Regions from separate parts of the Columba livia genome. Here region 2 is linked to region 1. A link is a contact called in public Hi-C data. All regions are on one chromosome and are shown on one strand. Each heading gives the region's core, a stretch centred on a gene start, on an enhancer-like site or on the middle of the called end of the contact. The rest is flanking DNA. Distances are from core to core; before and after follow the strand shown. Region 1 has its middle 7.8 kb from the start of SMC3. Region 2 holds the start of SMNDC1 (survival motor neuron domain containing 1).

The links. A called contact is a pair of places that touch in the nucleus more often than the background predicts.
Region 2: a contact with region 1 is called in a Hi-C map of crop, with 4 times the contacts expected there. The contact joins the promoter of SMNDC1 here to the enhancer-like site in region 1. A contact is called at or near these places in 2 of 2 Hi-C or Micro-C datasets (crop and liver).

Annotation. Positions count from the first base shown.
Region 1 is chr6:11,108,210-11,112,015 of bColLiv1.pat.W.v2, reverse strand. No RefSeq gene overlaps it. Among named protein-coding and RNA genes, the nearest start is that of SMC3, 7.8 kb to the right of the region's middle. Within about 2 kb of position 2,200, at least 2 of the 3 cell types and tissues checked have an H3K27ac peak away from gene starts, as active enhancers do.
Region 2 is chr6:11,232,206-11,236,011 of bColLiv1.pat.W.v2, reverse strand. SMNDC1 (survival motor neuron domain containing 1) reads right to left here and starts at 2,107. Exons shown (of 6, transcript XM_065067049.1): 1 at 1,956-2,107; 2 at 1,191-1,310. The coding sequence starts at 1,310.

The DNA.
Region 1 (3,806 bases), core at 951-3,450:
AGTGCGATCTGCAGCCTATGCTGGTTACAATATCTTCTCCTGCTTCTCTGATTAAAGGACTTTCCAAAAGGTAGAAATTACATCCTGACCAGTAAAACCCAGGTAAAATTCACCTGCTTCATGGGGAGTTTATACTGAGATGCCCATCCCTGGCTCCTGAGCAACACTAGGTAGGTAGTTCTTAGCTTCTTGCCTTCTGGTAGCAAGTTTCTTTTTTTCAGAAGACAAAGCCTGAATGAAGAAGGTATTCTGCAGGCGTTGTTATTTGTGTGCTAAAACCAACACTTGCCTTACCAGGAAGTCAAAGATCCAACTGTGCCTGTAACACGGCAAAAGTAAGCGAGGCTCCAGGTGTGGTGAATTTGACCCTACATCTCCATTTTTCACGGCTTCATGCTAATTGGAGAGGAGACACGCTGCCAGCTCACTCTCTGGGGAGACAAAGACAGGAATCAATTTGCAGAGCCACATAAATATGGAAGTAGGATTTTTTTTGGCGTGGGAGGTGTTACCAGTGCCACACATTACGGTTCCTTGGCTTTATCACATCGTAGGCTTTTACCGAGACGTGAGTAACTTCTCTAAATAAGGAATATGAAAATAGCTTGTGAAATAGGTTGAGTCATCAGAGAAAATCAAATTAAGTACCAACACTGGGGCCTCAGCTGTGAAGTCCTACTTTGTTTTACTGTTGCATTATAAACTCTGGGGTCATTTCAATCTGTTTATTTCAGCTTCAAAATTCAAAGTACTCTGACATCTAAATAAGGCTTACCAAATGGGTTCATTTTTCTGTTAGCAGCAGTGCTGCATCCCTATGTGTCCTGCCTATGAACACTTGCAGGGAATGTAAAGATTATCACGAGAAATGGCTTCTGTGGTTAGAGCTGAAATGCTCAGCACTTCTTCCAGCATTGTCTAGTTATTTAAGAGGATTTATGGCCCCTAAATATCCCTTTCAAGTACTAGTCTACCTCATGGAAGTTATTTGTAGCTCCTGGGAACCCTAGCAAGACCTGTTGTGCTGAGAGCTGCACAAACACCAAACCAACCCAGAAAGCCAGTAATTCAGGACCAGAAATGACCATGGTAGATAGAAAGGGAGAAAGAAACACAAAGCCCCAAAGGGATAGCACTGCTGTGGGGCTCTCATGTATCTGTCAAGGATTTTTCTTGGCACACCAGGATAGGACCCATGCTAGGGAGACCACCCATGGAAAGCACCTCTAGGAGAAAAGCTTGCATGGGATCCATGGGAACCATTGGATGTGCTGTATGTGAGAACAAGTGGGAAGCACCCACAGCGTAAATCCTACAGCTACGTGACACGCAGGTCCCCACCCAGGACCAGGCTCACTGCAGTCACAGGATTTCAGGACAGGAAGCACATGAAGGTGCCTGATCTGCTGGGTCTGTTAGATGCTCAAAAATGACAGGCAGACTGATAAAGACCTCAAACCCCTTTGGCATAACCATTTTTCCAGACTTGGTTTTGCTGAGCTGCTCATGTTAGTAAAGTTACTCACATGAGTAAGCGTTCATCAGACAAGACTTAAGTCTCTCAAGTGAAGCGATAAAGGGGTTTTTCATTGGCTCTCTTGTGTGTCAGAATAGTGTTTTATTTCTGTCACACAGATACTCCATTTCTGAGACTCCTTTGTAAAGTAGACAGAGTCTGATAGTGAGTCATCTCTGGTTATTAAATTGTCCATACATTGCAAGCTGCCTCCAGGCCCTGATCCAAAGCCTATTGCCTTCAGTGGGGAGGACAGTTCCTGAATGCAATGGGCTTCGGATCAGGGCCTGGATGAATCTTTGCATAAAATCTTCTAAGGAATCATTTCTTCTAATTGGAACTAGACTTGACGCTGCATTGAAATGGAATATGAGGTCTGCAGGACTCAAACTGGAACAACGGGTATGTCCTCTCTGCTCCGATGCCTCCAATCATGTTAAGTCAAGTTAACTGGAAAATCAATTGACACGAATTCCAGCATGACCATTAACTGCCATCCGGCTGGGCCCTGAGAGGCTGGCCAAGATTAGGCAGATTTCTAACAGGAACGGAGAAGAACTGTGTGCATTCGTCTCCTAGAGATGCTTTCAACCCATGGCCTCCCTAGCAATGTCCGTGTTGCCCCTAGTAATTACTGTGGCTAATGGAGGGACCAGGGGGTCAGGCAGCCTGGGATCGATTGTGGGCTCTGCCCTTGGCTTTCAGGGCAAGTGATGCAGCTGCACTCCTGCTGGCACAGTCACATTTGTCAAAAGCATAAAGGAAGTGAGTGAGAGCTGGACTGACCGAGCTGACCAGAGGGATCCCCTGAGAATATATAGAAAAGAACTGTAGCAGCAAAACTGTGTTTTCCGCAGCACAGATCATTTCTCCCACAGAGGATGTTTCTGCTCTGTTGGTACAAAGCAAAGTTTTGCTGATGTGGCTTTGCTCACACAAGAAGCATTTTGCTGCTAGAGTGGACCTGAATTTCTCTCCAAATGTTTCTTGTAGGCTTATCCATATGTTTTTGCATCCTGCCTTGCATCAGGGATAATGACATCAATCTCATTCTGAGAAAGGCTTTTTTCATATGTTTGCAATGCAAATTAGACCCATGGACAAAGGCTGTCCTAAGCACAAAACCTCATTAACATGATGCATTTATTGTACTGTGCTTGTAGGCCCATATGTTCCCTATTACAAGAGAGTTTTTAGGTGTGTGTTTAGTTTTGGTGTGGTTTTTTTGTGTGGTGTTTTATTTTTTCTCCCCCCAGCCTATAACGTTTTATTTAGTTATAAAAACAAAACCAATCAGACAGTGTTTCAGACAACCATGGTGCACTGGAGCAGCCGCTCTGGCAGGAAGCAGGCGATGGGAGCCCTGGGTGGGTGGCAAGAAAACCATGTGCTACCGAGAGCTAAAGCATTGATATGGTTCAGTTTACTAAATCCAGCTGTGAAGAGCAGCTGGTTTTCTGGCAGCCAGCGTGACATACTCAGGCGGATATGCTTGAGAGGATGGATCAGGGGCCACCAGTGGGGAGAAGGGGAGGGTTCCCTGTGCTACTAAGTGCTAAAGTGGCTTCTGGCAATTCTAATTACCAAACGCAGCTGCAAGGAGATTTTCTGGACCTGAATGTGACATCTGACAGGGATACGCCTCAGCCGTGTGTATGGGGAGGACTGGGTAAGGAGAAGGGTTCTGCATAACCAACTACTGCCCTGCTCGGTGCTTGGGTTTGGGGGATCCTGGGGAAAGGTCATGGGGACAAGTGGAGGATGTCTGCAGACATCAGGGGAGGCTGCCAAGAGGCTTCAGGCAGTGTTCCCATCTTGGTTTCTCGGTTTGTCTTTCCATTTCCTTCCCTTCCAGCCCCCCTACAGGAGGGAGCTGAGGACACGAGGGGAGACAGCAGGCACAGCAGGCTGGGACAAAGGGAGATCAGGTAGAATAAACAGCAAGACACCTCTTTGGGGGGCTGAAAAAGATTAAAAAAAAAAAAAAGATGCCTGTTATCTGGACCAAACTGCGAAAAGCTGCAGCGGTGAAGCCTGCCAGGCTGGGTGTGATAGGAGAAGGATGTCCTGCTGTCCCTGGGCTCAGCCTGGGAACAGCCTGAGAAATGATGCTGAGTGTTAAAACTGGGGGGGAGGTTGGTCGGAGATAATCTCTGGGGTAGTGGTCTTAGTTACCATGATAAAGCTGGAAGTTATCTTTGCTTTCTTTTGATCTTCAAAGGACAGGAGGAAATTTCACACTTAGAGGAGGCCACCCGGTGTCAGGTGAAGTTTCTGCAGCTTGTGAACG
Region 2 (3,806 bases), core at 858-3,357, 120 kb before region 1:
TGGGGACGAAAGTGTAAAGATCTTCCCCATTCTGTGCAGAAAGCTTTTATTAAAAAGTTTGCAAGTTGTCCTTTCACATCAATGATCTCTGCATATCAAAGCCGAGGTCGTGTTGGTATCGGAAATATCATCCCATATGGGTTTTGCTGTGCATTTTAAAAATATAAAAATATACACATGCTTTTAACAGTGTACAACAAAGGACATTAAGATGATCTATAAAGTGCCTTGTGGGCACAAAGCCTTTGTAATTTAAAAGGAATTCTAAAGATCACTGATTTGAGGCACTACTCGCACTTTGGTTGAAGCATCATTTTTATCGCTGTTATTTCCATACAAACAGTGGTTACTAACTCTGGGTAGTTTGATATATTTTTAGATCCAGAAGCTAAAGCAATCCACAACAGAAGTGAAGCAGCATCTTGCACTCTCATGATAAATTTTAACAGTACTGCTGGTTTCGTATTTATATGCCAATGTGTCTTTATATGCTCAAAAATCTAAGAGACCACTTATCAGCTTAAAATTGGGCTGGTGGTCTTCCTGTCACCAAACAATACCTGAAGGACCAGAAATTACTTTTAGCTCTTAAGAATGCGGTATGTTCTCAAATGTTTAAAAAAAAAACACAGATGGTAAATGAAGAATACGACTCTGTTCCTTTCTTATAGAAAAACCTTAACACCATCAAGGCTTAGACGTACAAGGAATATTGAACTACACTCTAAAGCTTTTATCATTGCAAATCCAAGTAATGAACAAACAGATTCTGGATCAAATTATTTGAGAACTCAAAAATAAGCAGAAAAGTATAATGTTAAGCCAAATCGTCAGGCTTCAGCACAGTAAAACCAACAAAAAAATAATTGTTTTCTGAAAAATGCTTTAAAAAAAAACAATAAAAGAGACAGTCAAGACAGCACTGGCATATCTTTCATCACTCTGGCTAAGTTTTTAGCAGATGAGTTTGCTATATAAATTAGTACATCTTTTTCACTAATCTACAAGTTTAAAATAGGCCACATTTTGCATTTTTGCAAACCATCCCTACCATAACTGTATCAAAATACGCAAAAAGAAAGTAATAAACCACAAAGCATATATTTTTGCTGCAATGCAAACATTCAGGAAAGCTGAAACACTTGCAAAACACCCTAAAGTTTCAACTGCTCATGCCCTCAAGTTCTCACCTGTAAGTCTTTCTTCAGTTTTAGTAAATCTTCATTTTCTGCATTTCCAGATAAGGCAGCCTCAACCTGCTGAAGCTGAGCTTTGTAGCTAGCTAACTGCTTAGCAAGGTCTTCTGACATCTGCAAGAAACATTCACACACAGAAGATAAAACCAACAGCCTTGCTGCTTTTTAATCAGCTCCTGTGGAGCACGTAAAGTGGAATTGATTAATAAATAACACGAAAAGCTATTACTGAAGTATTAAAAACACAACTCACTAACTTTCAGTAACTCACTATTTGACTACAGATAGCCACTTACCTTAGTGTTGTACTGTACAACTACCCCCAAGCAATTTATTAAACAGAAAGCCTAGACATGCGCCTGTGTGCGCTGGGAAAACGCATCACTTACAGCACACAGGCTGCACAGCCTTGAGGCGCCCTCGGAATCACCCACGTCTGTACAGAACTACCGCGCACTGCAGCTTTGTCCCTCCGGCTGCCCCAAGCCGCGGTCTCCTTCACCGAAATCCTCCTGGGACCCAACCGCCCGGCATCAGGGCCGGCGAGCCCATCCCTGGGCCACCCGTCACCTGTCGGCCCGAGCCGGGCGGCTCGGGGTGCGGCGGAACGGCTCGGCAGGCGGCCCGGGCCCGGCGGACAGGCCCAGGCTCAGGCCTAAGCCGAGGCCTAGATCCAGGCTACGCCAAAGCGCAGCCGGACGAGGCCGCCGGGCGGCGGAGCGCGAGCCAGGAGGGCGGCGAGCAGCCGCCGGCTCTCACCTCGGCGGGCGTGCGGGGCCCGTGCCGGCCGGGGGCGGGCGAACGGCGCCGCTCTGGATCCCGTCGGGCCGCGGCGGTTCCGTCTCCTTCGCCGCAGACCGGGAGCGGGGGCGGGGCAAAGGCCGAGCGCGCGCCGGCGCTCGCGAGAGCCCCCTCCCAACCCCGTCCGGTCACGTGCTTCCGGCGCGCGGCGCTGGTTGGCCGAGCGCCTCAGCCAGATCACGCGGCCTTCGGGTCACGTGCGGGGCTCAGCGGGGCGGGGGGATTTGCCCGTGCAGCCTCGCGAGGCCGCGGGAGCGCGCAGGCGCGCGGGGAGCGCGTGAGGGCGTTGTGTGCGGGGCGTGCGGGGCGTGTTGTGTTTGGAGGCGGTTCAGGGGTGAGCTCGTTAATGTTTGTCAATATCCAAAGGGTGAGTGTCAGGAGGATGGATCCAGGCTCTTCTCGGTGACAGCCAATGACAGGACAAGGGGCAATGGGTACAAACTGGAACACAGGAGGTTCCACTTATATATGAGAAGAAACTTCTTCTCAGTGAGGGTGGCAGAGCCTGGACCAGGCTGCCCAGGGGGGTTGTGGAGTCTCCTACTCTGGAGACATTCAGACCCCCCTGGACACCTTCCTGTGTGACCTCACCAAGGTGTTTCAGCTCTGGTGTGGGGATTGGATTGGATGAGCTTTTGAGGTCCTTTCCAATCTCTAACATTGTGTGTTCTGTCACCCTCACTGAGAAGTTTCTTCTCATATTTAAGTGGAACCTTCTGCGTTCCAATTTGCACCCATTGCTCCTTTTCCTATCACTGGTTGTCACTCAGAAGAGCCTGGCTCCCTCCTTGTGACATTCACCCTTGATGCATTTATTTTTTCACTCTCAAACATGGGACTTTCTGGCTGCTTCAGTGATAATTAAAACCATGCAAAACTTACTACCAAACAACTTTGAGTAGCTTTCGGTATTTGAGCCTACAATAGGAGAGGAGAGGGGCAGGAAAAGCTCAGTGGCTTCTTCAAGCCTGTCACAGGAAGGAAAAACTATTTCCTGCTGGAAATCCAGTCATTAATTTGGCCTTGAGCCTGTGGGCCGGGTGAATTGAGCAGGCGCCCAAGGAGCTTCTTGGTATTCCCAGGAGGATCCGCGTCTCCTGCAAACATCCTGTCCCTCACAGTCACAGCTTGCGTGGCTTCACAGGAAAGTGACCTCACTTGGACTCCTTGGCTTTGTTTACATATTAAGGGAGAAATATATCTACTGTGTTCTGTGACACTTGGTTTATACCCTCAGAGGATATCCTGACTCAAGATAAAACTCATTTTCTGTATCTTTGTGTATGATTTGGTAATTAAAATACAGAAATTATTGGACGCCGTTTGCAGACTGATTGATGAGACCAAGTGTAACAACTAGGAAAACAACAGTAGCATTTTTCTAGTATTTTTATTAATGACCTAGAAATAGATATAGAAAACATCTTCTGGTAAGAGTTCATGGACAGATCAATGACTGTTGAAAAGACATAGAAATTTATAGGTACAGAGCAACGCTAATGACTGAGTGTATCTATGAGTTAAAATGGACATTAGTACAATCACTTTCAACTTCACCTCTCAGAACAAGAGATATAGGCCATATCTGCAGGACTGAAGTGACAAGAGAGGGACTGAGGACATCTGAAGTGTCCCCAGAGGCAACAACAGCAAAAAGGAGAACATTTCTGTGGTTGCATCAGCAGGAACAAGCACAGGAAGTATTTCTGTAAAAGTTTTGATGAGAGTTAATACTGAAAGAGTATATCTGGTTCTGGAATCTGGAGTTTTGTGGCATCTGCAGACTTCCAACCAGAGCCACCAACATGA